3 separate regions of the Sus scrofa genome follow, and regions 1 and 3 are each linked to region 2. Evidence: chromatin contacts called from public Hi-C and HiChIP or PLAC-seq data. All regions are on one chromosome and are shown on one strand. Each heading gives the region's core, a stretch centred on a gene start, on an enhancer-like site or on the middle of the called end of the contact. The rest is flanking DNA. Distances are from core to core; before and after follow the strand shown.

Region 1 (3,548 bases), core at 342-2,841, 430 kb before region 2:
TTCCTTCATTCACAAAACAAAATGATGCATCTCCACCAATAGACTTGGGTTTGTCCTGGCTCACAGTTGTGGGAGCGGAGGACCCTAGAGGTCAGTGAGCCTGCCCTGGAACCAAATGCAGCCTTTGCCCTTTCCTGTGTGCCCACTTCTGTTCCCCTCTAACCTTAAAAGAACCTGGTTATAGGAATGACATTACTGCGCAATTGAAACGGACTCCTGACTTAGGCCCTCCTGAATGCACACCATGTCTTGTCTAACCTGGTCTTTTCCTAGACAAAAAGGATGATGAATTAAGTTAGTAAGAAAATCTAAAGAATAAAAATTTTAACAATTAAAAATGGAGCATCTGATTGCTGTGGCTCCAGTCACTGCGAGGTACGGGTTTGATCCCCAGGCCTGCACAGTGGGTGAAAGGATCTGGCATTGCTGCAGCTGTGGTGTAGGTCGCAGCTGGGACTCAGAGTCAGTCCCCGGCCTGGGAACTTCCATATGCTGTGGGTGTGGCCTTAACATAAACAGTGAGTAGCTTTCTACCCTCAACAGTCCCCGTGAGCAATCCTGCAGGCAGATGACCCAGGCGAGATAACATCTAAAGGGGTCAGCACTCAATGGAGAAGGATGCAGAACCCAACCTCCTGCCTCCATGAGTCACTGAGATTCTACCCCCCTGCCCCCCGCCAATTTTCCCTGTAAAAACTGTCATGGTTGAGCAGAATCTTGGGGGATTGCCAACTTTCCTGATGAAGGCATATTTCCCTTCTAGTGACACTTGCCTCTCAAATTACTGGCATAGAGGCGATGAGCAGCCGAACCTGGGTTCAGTTAGAGAACCAGAGTAGAAGCAGGTCCTGCCCATCTGTGTTGGCCTCCTGAAGAGGCTGCAGGCAGAGCCCTGGCTCATCCCACAGCTAAAGGATTTAAACTTCCCTGGCTCAGCCTCCTTCGCTTGGGTTGAAGATTAGTATGGGGTTAAAGTGCTTTGGAGAAGCTGAGATGCCACACAGCTGGAAGCGAGAACGCCTGGCTCTGGATTCAGGGTTCTCAAACTCTGGATCACTCTCCACCACCCTGCACTTCCAGCACATGGAGAGTAATTTTCTATTACTAGCTATTGGTTATAAATCACACTTCAAATGGCCGTCTCGATAGTTTTGTGTTTGGGGATCGGACTGTCGGTTCTGATCATCCTTTTGCCTCAAAATATGGTAGGAGTTACACCTGTAACGGCTTGTGCTAGCCTTTTTACTTGTGTCTGACACCTGGGGTTTCTTCGCCTGCCTCTTTTAGGTTACTATGAGTGGTGTGATTTTAAATAAAACTAGATGCTAACCCCACGTGTGAACTGCAGTGCTCAGCATCAGGCTGCAAGGAAAGCAGCGAGGACACCTGGGCAGCCTGCCAGAGCACCCCGCTAGTGCAGGGAACACCTCGAAGGCCAATTTGAATATTATTAGTAAGACCTACTTTCAAGATAACAAATGTTAACAGTCTTTAATTTCCCTTCCTGCCTCTGAGGGGTTCACCTTGCACCACCCCTGCTCCCAGGGGGATGTATGCCTCCAAAGAGTGCGGAACTCAGGCTTTGGGAATTCTCTCCTGCTCCCTCCGGCAGAGTTTCAAAAATGCAGATCCACCTGCTCCTCTGCCCCTAATTTCTGGTTCAGGGGGCCTGGGAATTGACACTTTAACAAAATCCAATCAGCAAGCCTCAAATAGAGATACATTTGGGTACAAGATACTGTTAAAATCATTCATGATGCTTCTTAAAGAACAATAAGGCAAATTTTATTCAATAGGATTTTGCAGCAGGGGAAAAGATTGGGCTCAACCACTGCAAGGAAAAGTGGCAGGGCTGGCGTCAGTGGATGCATGATTAAGAGGAAACATCAGGGGTAAGGGGGATTCTGGCCAAACTGACCTAACAGGATTCTTGCGGAGGGCAGGCGGCGGGGGTGGGGGAATCAGGCATCACCTGGGAGCTGGTGGCAGCTGAAAATCAGATATGGAGGGTGGGTGGACGCTGGCTAAACCAACTTGGCAGTATTCTTGCTAAAAACGGACAATGTGGAGTCCAAGCGACAGGGCCTAGTTGAGAGTTCAGAGGAGCCTGACCTGAGTTTGGTCAAGGAGTGGGTTTGTCAGGACCCGGGACAGCGGGGCCGGCCTCTGATCAGCTGGGGTGTCCTGGCTCCTTGGCCCGGGGCGCAGATCACGCGAGCTGCCGGCAGGGGGCGCGCCCGCGCCTCTGCGCAGGCCGGTGGTCGGGAGCCGGAAGCGCAGGGACGCGGCGGAGCCGGGGGGCGGGTTACCGTGCGCGCGGGGCAGGCTTCCGGCCCGCGGGGATCTGAGCTCCCTAAACCGCCCAGAATCCATCTCCCGGACGCTCCCCGGCAGCCAAGAAGGGGGTGGGGGCCCGGAGGCAGGAAGCCCGGGCCGGAGGAGCGCCGGGAACGCGGGGGTCCGGTAGCCTGCGAGGCCCCGCGTGGATGTTCGGCGTCTCCCCTCCTCCTGCAGGTTGGCATCGGTCTCATCGCTCCAGGGCGGGACGGGGTCCCGGAGGGAAGCGGCGGCTGAGAATGGGAGCGCTGGGCAGGGCCGGCGCCCGCGGGGCGGCGCCGGGGAGTCCCAGGCCCTCACCACCCCCAGCCACCGGGCCAGGGAGCACAGGGCCCGGAGTCTGGAGGAGCAGGGTGCCAGTCCTGACCCGGCCGTTTCGAACTTTTTTTGTGATTTCGTGCAATTTGCCAGGTCTCAGATACTCATCTGTAAAATGGGTCTCATAGTATCTGCCTAAGGGTCAAACCAATATATGCATTGACCTCTGTGCAGTGCCTGTGCCAGGCGGTTAGCAGCTGCTCTTCAGATGTGGAAATGACTGTTACCACCTCTTGAATTTTGACAGAAGTGAGTCTGCTCTCTGTGGCCAGAAAGGTTTGGATGATGTCCTGGTAATTCTTTTTTTTTTTTTCCCCCTTTTTACGGCCTCACCTGTGGCATATGGAAGTTCCTGGGCCAGGGGCCCAATCAGAGCTGCAGCTGCCGGCCTATGCTGTAGCTACGTAACGCTGGATCTGAGCCACATCTGCAACCTAAGCTGCAGTTTAGTGGCAACGCTGGATCCTTAACTCACTGAGCTGGGCCGGGGATCCAACCCGCTCACAGAGCATCAGGTCCTTAACCCACTGAGCCACAAGGGGAACTCCCAATTTTTTTCTTTTAAGTTGTAAGCAGCCATTCTAGAGGAGCAATAAAAGATCGAGTTAAGATTCAAAGAGGAACCTCTTATTCTTAGTTGGCCTTTTTCTAGTCACACCTCTGCTCCACTAAGAACCTTTGTACACAGGGACCCTGAGCTGCATTTGGGGTTAACTAAGCGAGGGTGGAAACCTGCATCCCTTGAGTCCTGGGGTGGGGCTGAGCCTTAAGGAGGAGGGGCTGAGGTGGAATCCCCTGGGAGTGGGCCTGGTGGGAAGAAGCCGCATTACATGGGAGACTGGCCCACCCTCCCCCGATCCATTTCACACATGGGAGGAGCCAGGCACAGTTGT
Region 2 (3,691 bases), core at 605-3,104:
AATCAATCTTGAAAAATCTGAAAGTAAACTAGGACGGCTTTCTGTTTTCTTCCTTTTATATATTGTCCTCAAGCTAGCCAAAATCACCTTGGAATCTTGTTCGACTGATCACAAAGTGGCTGGTTTTCCAATACCGAGTGCGCGTGCAGTGCCATGGGCTACATTCAGTCAAGGAGGACCACTCCCCTGGCGGCTGGGGTAGCACGATCCAGGGGGATCGGGAAGGTATGACCCGCATGCCTGGAAAACAAGCCTGTCTCCTCTTGTCCCTTAACATACAGACTGCTCAGAGCGGAAGGTGTGTGTAATGGACGAATCACCTTCAACTCTTTTTTAAAGAACCCCCATCAAAAGGTGTTCAACTTTGACCAGAAGAGCTGGAATTGCGGTAAGGGTGGTCACGGTGGTGGTGATGAGGTTTTTATTACTATGAGAGCTTTTTATTTTATTTTGTTTTTGCTTTTTTTAGGGCTGCGCCTGCAGCATATGGAGGTTCCCAGGGATCTAACTGGAGCTACAGCTGCCGGCCTACACCACAGCCACAGAAACGCCAGATCTGAGCCGTGTCTACAACCTACATCACAGCTCATGGCAATGCTGGATCCTTTAACCCACTGATCAAGGCCAGGGATCGAACGCACAACCTCATGGTTCCTAGTAGGATTCGTTTCCGCTGAGCCACAACGGGAACTCCTATGAGAGCTTTCAACAATAAACAGCTCATACAGACTCAGTACATTACACATGCCAGGTACTCTTGTAAGTACTTATGTGTACTAACTTATTGAATCACCACTGCAATCCTGCAAGGATATGCACTATTATTCTTCCATGTAACAATTCCCAACAGAGAGGTTAAGCAGACAACTCAAGATCACACAGACAGTTCATAGCAAAGCCTCGATTTAAACCCGGGTGTCTGTTAGCTACTGTACAATGCAATGCCTTTCAAATTTCTCTGAGTTCAAAACCAGCAAAGAAAGAGAGGAGACCTAAAGACATGTAGGCAAGCTAATTAAAAGGCAACTGACACTATTCAAATTATTTTAAAAACATACCTGTGTTACCTAGACATCTCAATTCTAACCGTATACTTCTGTTCTACATTAACAGAAAGGACCTAGCTAGAGCAACTTCTGAGGGGATTCAAGGGTCTGTCTTCATTTGGAAGGTGAGGATGGTTAGTAGCAGTCAGTGGTCAATGCACTTTGTCATTTTAGTTAACCAACATTCAAAACTATGAGGGTCAGTCAAAGAATCATAGCACTGGATCCCAAGTGCTGGGGTGGTTCTTTACTAGAATTTCATTTCTAGGTCCAGAAGAGCTACCTAGGAATTCTTACACACAAATCGTATCCTCCAATAGTTACAAAACAGTGGAAGGAATCCCAACTTGGAAGTCAGGGTCTCTTGCATGTACATGACCCATCTCGTGTGCCAGTCCCCTTCAGTATACTAACCAGGCTATAACCTTAGGAGAGTAACCTCTCTGGGCCTCCATTCCCTCTACTTAAAAAAGAAACACTCTTCTTCTACCACCATTACAAAGGGTGTGGGGGAGGAGGAAGAGACGGTATACAGCACAATAACTGTTTCCTCTTCCTCTACCAGGAATTCTCTTCTAGGGAGAAGACTTAAAGGGTAGGCTTATAAAACACTACTTTGCCCTGAAAAGCCCTCATCCCCACACTGCAATGATACACAAGATTACCATCCCAAACTAAACTAAAGCTGGCAGCAGAAGATAAATTCAGACCAGCAGCCAGCTATTTAGCTGGGAGATGACTGCCTTGGATTCTAAGCGCCCTCGGCCTCTGTCGGGTCAGCTCTGTGGGCTGGACACAGAGCAGCTGCCACATGCATCTCCTGGAGACGGCCAGAGTGGAATTCAAGAACACATGGTTTACAGCAGGTGAGCCCTAAGGATACAGAGAAACTGGAATCCTAATACATTGTAAAATTAAGAGTACAAAATCCTGTGGAATCTTTGGTAAACAGTCTGGCAAATCCTCAAACGGTTAAGCATAGAATTACCATGTGACACAGCAATTTCATTCCCAGGTGTATATCCAAGGGAAATGAAAACCTATGTCCACACAAAAACCTGTACACGAACCCTCATAGCAGCTTTATTCACATTAGACAAAAAAATGCAAACAGCCTAAATATCCATCAGTAGATGAACAGTTAAATTAAATGTGGTAGATCCAGACAATGGAGCATTATTTGGCAATGAAAAGGAAGGAAGTGCTGATACATGCTGAACAGTGATGACCCTTGAAAACATGCCAAGTGAAAGAAGCCAGTCACAGTGGAGTGCGAATCGTATGATTCCATTTAAACGAAATGTCCAGAATAGGCAAATCTCTAGTGACATAAATAGATCTGTGGCTGCAATGACAGCTAGGTACGGGGTTTCTTTTAAGGGTAATGCAAATGTTCTGAAATTGACTGTGATGCTAGATGGACAACTCTGTGAATATACAACTCGGGGAAAACACAACTCGGTGAAAAGACACCGAACTGTACACTTTAGATGAGTGAACTGCTGAGCCCCGGGAGCGTGGAAGGGAAGAGGAAGGGCAGCTGTGTGTCTCCTTCCCCTGCCTCTCCTCAAATGAAGGGTGGAGCTGGTACAAGGGAGGGTGTCCATTGCTGTTCAGCCTCAGAATAAAGGCACTGTTCACCGCTTCAGGTACAAATTCACTAATTAATTAAATGGGTGAACTGCATGGCATGGGAATTATATCTCAATAAAGCTGTTTAAAAACTACTAAACAGACCCAGAGAAGTTAAATAAAACTGTTCAAGTTGCAAGACCGTTAACGTAATAAAATTGGACTTTTTTTTTTTTTTTAAATTCTCAAATCCCAGGACTTCAACTCTGGTCATGGACTCAGCCATGGTTATTTCCACCAGAGCATAAGGAGAAAGGAGGATGTCTGTGTTCCTGCACCGCCCTTGTGAAGGGCTGGGTGCTAAATGGACATCAGTACCCAGAGTTCTCATGCTTTCAAGATTAGTAGGGAATGAGCAGATTTGTCTGATCCCCTTGCAACAGCTAATACACTGGGATCATGATGGGCCAAGCTTAGGGGTTGCAGTCTGGGACCTCAGGAAAGAGTTTCAGGTCTTTGGGCTAAGGGCATACATGAAATTCATCTGACCATGGCCTCAGATCTAACCAGTTCCAACAGATTTTTTTTTTTTTTTTTTTAAAGAAGCCCTCTGAGCTCATGCCTATGGCTTAGATAACAACCCACTTTTGTGTGGGCTCAAATCAAAGAGCCAACTAAACAAAGGCCATGAGAACTAAAATATTTCATCTATAAAGGAGAGCTCAACAAAAATAGAAATGTTTCCAATAAATAAAGTTGACATTCCATTTTAATGACTACTCAAGCCATTCACACAGCAGACTAATTACTTACAAATATTTAAAATATTTGGACTGGTTAATAATCAGTCAATGAGACTTAAGCGACTGACATTTTAAAATGGCAAATAAGGAAAAACCACAATGAAGCAATTACTCATTACTCAGTTTTAGCATGAGCCACATTCTTTGTCCTAGTGAGTTAAGCAAGCAGAACTCCTATGGCTAGAAAAATGCATCTGCACCGGATTAAATTAAACCGAATCAATACTATATTATGTAATATCATATTACAAGCTCTGTAACTGGAACATC
Region 3 (3,664 bases), core at 42-2,541, 380 kb before region 2:
CATGATTGGGAGCAAATACTGCAATATTTCTTCAGATTGAGATATTTTTTTATCCCTGTAGATTCTTTTTTCATCGTCTGTCCAATTTACACCAGCCTTCTTGCTTTGGAAAGATGTACATTCTTTCATACTATTTTTTAAGTTGTGATGAAGACCTGGGGAGCAACCATAAAAATATGTATAGCTATATAAACTGAACTGATTAAGCAATTACTTATTCAGCATTAGGTACCAAAGTGTCTGTCTAAAAATGCATATTTATTTGAAGCTTATACTTTAAATACAGGGCAGAAAATAAGTGTGTAAACAAGATACATCTATATATATTTATAAATATATATCAGATAATAAAATTTATGTGAGGAAAAAAACCTGGGGAGGGGAATAGAGAATTCTCAGGGGATGGATTAATTTCTGTTTTTGAAAAGGTGTTCGGAGGCCTCCCCCTGAGGCTGACCTGTCAAAGGAGTTAGGAAACGAGTCAAGTAGCCATCAGAAGCAAGTGCATTCTAGGCAAGGCCCTGAGCTAGGAGCATGGCAGGGTGTTGAAGGAACACCAAGATAGGACACGTGGCTAAAGCAGAGTGAAGGAGGGAAAAGATGTCATAGGAGCTCAGAGAGGTCACTGGACTTAGTTCACGTAAGGCCTCAGGGCCGTTGTAAGGACTTTGATTTTTACTAAGTGTGAAGCAGGGAGACTGGAAGGCTTTGAGGAGTGTCCCATCTGACAGAATCATCTGGTTGCTGAGTTGAGAGCAGATGGAACAGGGCAAGGGTAACAAGCAGCGAGGTCTTTCGGAAGGCCGCTGAAACAGTCTCGGAGAGAGGATGGTAGCTTGGAGCAGCGTGGTGGCAGTGGCACAAGAGTGAGAAGTACAGGCACGGGGAGACAAGTATCTTGAGTATATTTTGGGATTTTCTCATGAATTAGATACGGGGTGAGAGAATAAAAGAGGAATCAGTGGTGGCTCCAAAGTTTCTTTCAAGGACATAGAAGGATGAAGATATAGGTAAAATTATGAGAAAAGCATGTTAGAAATTCCTTATTAGATGATATGAAGGAATTACTGTTTATTTTGTAAAGTGTGATAATAAGAGTATAATAACATTAAAATGCTTAGCAAACTGTTAAAAAATAAAGTTCATTTTTAAAGTGTTTATTCCATTCCACACCTATTAGGGCAGCTATTGTCAAAAAACAGAAAATTATCCGTGTAGGCAAAGATGTGGAGAGACTAAGACCACGGTGCACTGTTTGCTGGAATGTAAAACGGTGTAGTCGATGTGGAAAACAGATTGGTGGTTCCTCAAAAACTGAAACTAGAATTACCATATGATCTGCGATTCGACTTCTGGATACATGCCCAGAAGAATTGAAAGAGAATCTTGAGGAGTTATTTGTATATCCATGTTCATGCCGGCATTATTCACAACAGTCCAAAGGTGGAAGCAATCCAAATGCACATTTGTGGATGAATAAATAAGCAAAATATGGTATATACATACAATGGAACATCATTCAGCCTTAAAAAGGGAAGGAAATTGTGACATGTGTTACAACATAGATGAACCTTAAGGGCATTATGCTGAGTGAAATGAGCTAGTCACAAAAAGACAAATATTGTATTTGTCTTCCAAAGATCAATTCCACTTAATTGAGAAACCTAGAATAGTCAAAGTAGCATAGTTACCAGGGGCTGTGAGGAGGGAGGAATGGGCAGTTTTTAATAGGTATGGCATTTCAGTTTTGCCAGAGGAAAAGAGTTCTGGAAACTGTGCACCTCAGTGTGAATGTGCTTAACACTGCTGAACACTTAAAAATAAAGATGGTAAATTTTATGTCATGTGTATTTTAACACAATTAAAAAAAATTCAATACATATAGGTAGAGAAGGGGAAGAACATCCCGAGTAAAGCCTGAAGGAAGATTGGTAGATATTTTCAAGGATGTGGCAGTGTTAGTTGTAATTATGATGCCTCGATTGATATATAGATAGCATACAAAAAAGTAGAGTATGTTTAGAATAAAAGCAAGAAATACATTATGCTTTGTAAAAAAAATGTTTATCTAGTTAGAGATATACACTGAATTATTTATGGGCAAAACAACATGGTTTGCTGACTTTGCTTAAAATACTTTTAGCAAAAAAAGTGGTGGGAATACAAATGAAACAAGAATAGCAGGATGCTGATAACTCTTTAGGGTGGATAACGGGCACCAGTGATTCATTATTCTATTCTCTCTCCTTTTGTTTATGCTTGAAATTTCCACAATAATGCTTTTTTTTTTTAAAAGAATTGTCCACTACTAAAATGAAAGGAAACTGATGACTAAACACTCACTGAATTAAACTAGACTTGAAAGACCGTGTATGAGGGTGTGTATGAGCACAATATCTGGCAATGCTGGATCTATAGTCTCTTGAGAAGCCATTCCTAGACCATTCAGCAAATAGTCATTGGATGGTTATTAGGTATCTGGCATTATGTTCAGTTTGGTAAATAGGTGTGAAAAATATAGTCATTGACTTTAATAGTCCAACAGTTGGGACGAGAGAGAGAGACAGAGAAAAGTAAAGCATCAACAGAATAAGTAACTATAGAGATGAGGCAAGGTGCTTACTATAGGATTGCTGATGGGGGACTTCTAGCCATAGTTAGGGCTGGATAAGGAAAGATTCCTAATTCCGAATTTATCTGAGTCTTGATGAATAATTGCAAGTCAGCTACGTAAACAAAACAGTAGTAATCTAGGCAATGGGACTAACATGGCACACTCTTTAAGCCACAAGTATGGTTTAGCATGACTAGAACGTCAGGAAAGTGTGAATGACTGGTTCAGAACTAGACACCTTGTTCGTAACTTTTGAGAGGTTTCCAGAGACAGGAATAATTTGCGTCTGGTAGATGCTTGATGTTTTAAAAGTTGAATTGTTAGGGGCCATTGAAGATTTTATGCGTGGAAGTAATATAATTAGATCTGCATTTCTGAAAGATCACACTGGCAGCCAGGAGGATGACAGGTTGGAGAAAAGACTTGAGGCAGGGAGACAAGTTAGAAGGCTAGTGTGGTAACTCAAGGGAGGCTGGAAGGGAGTCTGAACTAAGGGAGCAGCAGTTGCGATGAAGAAGGGCAAATTCAAGAGAATCTTTGAGAATGGAATGGATAGAGCTTCTCAATATTGGATACCAAAGAGATGTAGGTTAGGATATGTCTTGGGCTATTAGCTGGATAAGTGGAGGAAGGCAGTATTACTGACTGAGACATGGAATGCAGGAGGAGAAAGAGACCAGTAGTGGGCAAGTTAAACTATGAGTATCTGTGAGGGAAAACGGATGGATATATCCAGTAGGCAGATGAGTATGGGATTTAGAAGAGATGCCTAGATTGATGATGAAAAAATATGATGATCATCAGTTGTGTATTGAAGCTACAGGCATAGGCGAGAGTGCTCAGAAATAAAAGTATGTGGTGAGAACAGGAGAGACCAAAGGATGGAATACTGAGGAATAGTTCACTTAAAATTCAGGCTGACTCTACTTCAATTTAAAAAAATAAAATTCAGGCAGAGGAAGAGAAGCCCATGTAGGACACCAAACATGAATGGCCAGAGAAACAGGACTAAAACAAGGAGAGAGGAATTCTATAGATATGTATGTTGAA

Evidence for each region. Hi-C and Micro-C count contacts between places; a contact is called where the count stands out from the background. HiChIP or PLAC-seq counts read pairs in DNA pulled down with a chosen protein or histone mark.
Region 1: a Hi-C map of alveolar macrophages shows a contact between it and region 2, with 3 times the contacts expected there. The contact joins the promoter of C18H7orf49 here to the enhancer-like site in region 2. A contact is called at or near these places in 17 of 47 Hi-C or Micro-C datasets (alveolar macrophages, embryonic fibroblasts, fetal heart ventricle and 9 more) and 2 of 2 datasets of contacts at active chromatin or transcription factors (alveolar macrophages and skeletal muscle).
Region 3: a contact with region 2 is called in an H3K27ac HiChIP or PLAC-seq map of alveolar macrophages. The contact joins two enhancer-like sites. A contact is called at or near these places in 4 of 47 Hi-C or Micro-C datasets (embryonic fibroblasts, mesenteric adipose tissue and skeletal muscle) and 1 of 2 datasets of contacts at active chromatin or transcription factors (alveolar macrophages).

The regions. Positions count from the first base shown.
Region 1 is chr18:14,126,133-14,129,680 of Sscrofa11.1, forward strand. It overlaps C18H7orf49 (modulator of retrovirus infection homolog), which reads left to right and starts at 1,592. Exons shown (of 4, transcript XM_013985607.2): 1 at 1,592-2,514.
Region 2 is chr18:14,558,332-14,562,022 of Sscrofa11.1, forward strand. All of the region lies in intron 2 of BPGM (bisphosphoglycerate mutase), which reads right to left. Among named protein-coding and RNA genes, the nearest start is that of BPGM, 33 kb to the right of the region's middle. Within about 2 kb of position 1,855, at least 8 of the 83 cell types and tissues checked have an H3K27ac peak or open chromatin away from gene starts, as enhancers often do. A contact at or near this core is called in alveolar macrophages and skeletal muscle, where this site is marked.
Region 3 is chr18:14,178,845-14,182,508 of Sscrofa11.1, forward strand. AGBL3 (cytosolic carboxypeptidase 3) reads right to left here. Exons shown (of 17, transcript XM_021079175.1): 15 at 1-155. Among named protein-coding and RNA genes, the nearest start is that of TMEM140, 32 kb to the left of the region's middle. Within about 2 kb of position 1,292, at least 5 of the 83 cell types and tissues checked have an H3K27ac peak or open chromatin away from gene starts, as enhancers often do. A contact at or near this core is called in alveolar macrophages, where this site is marked.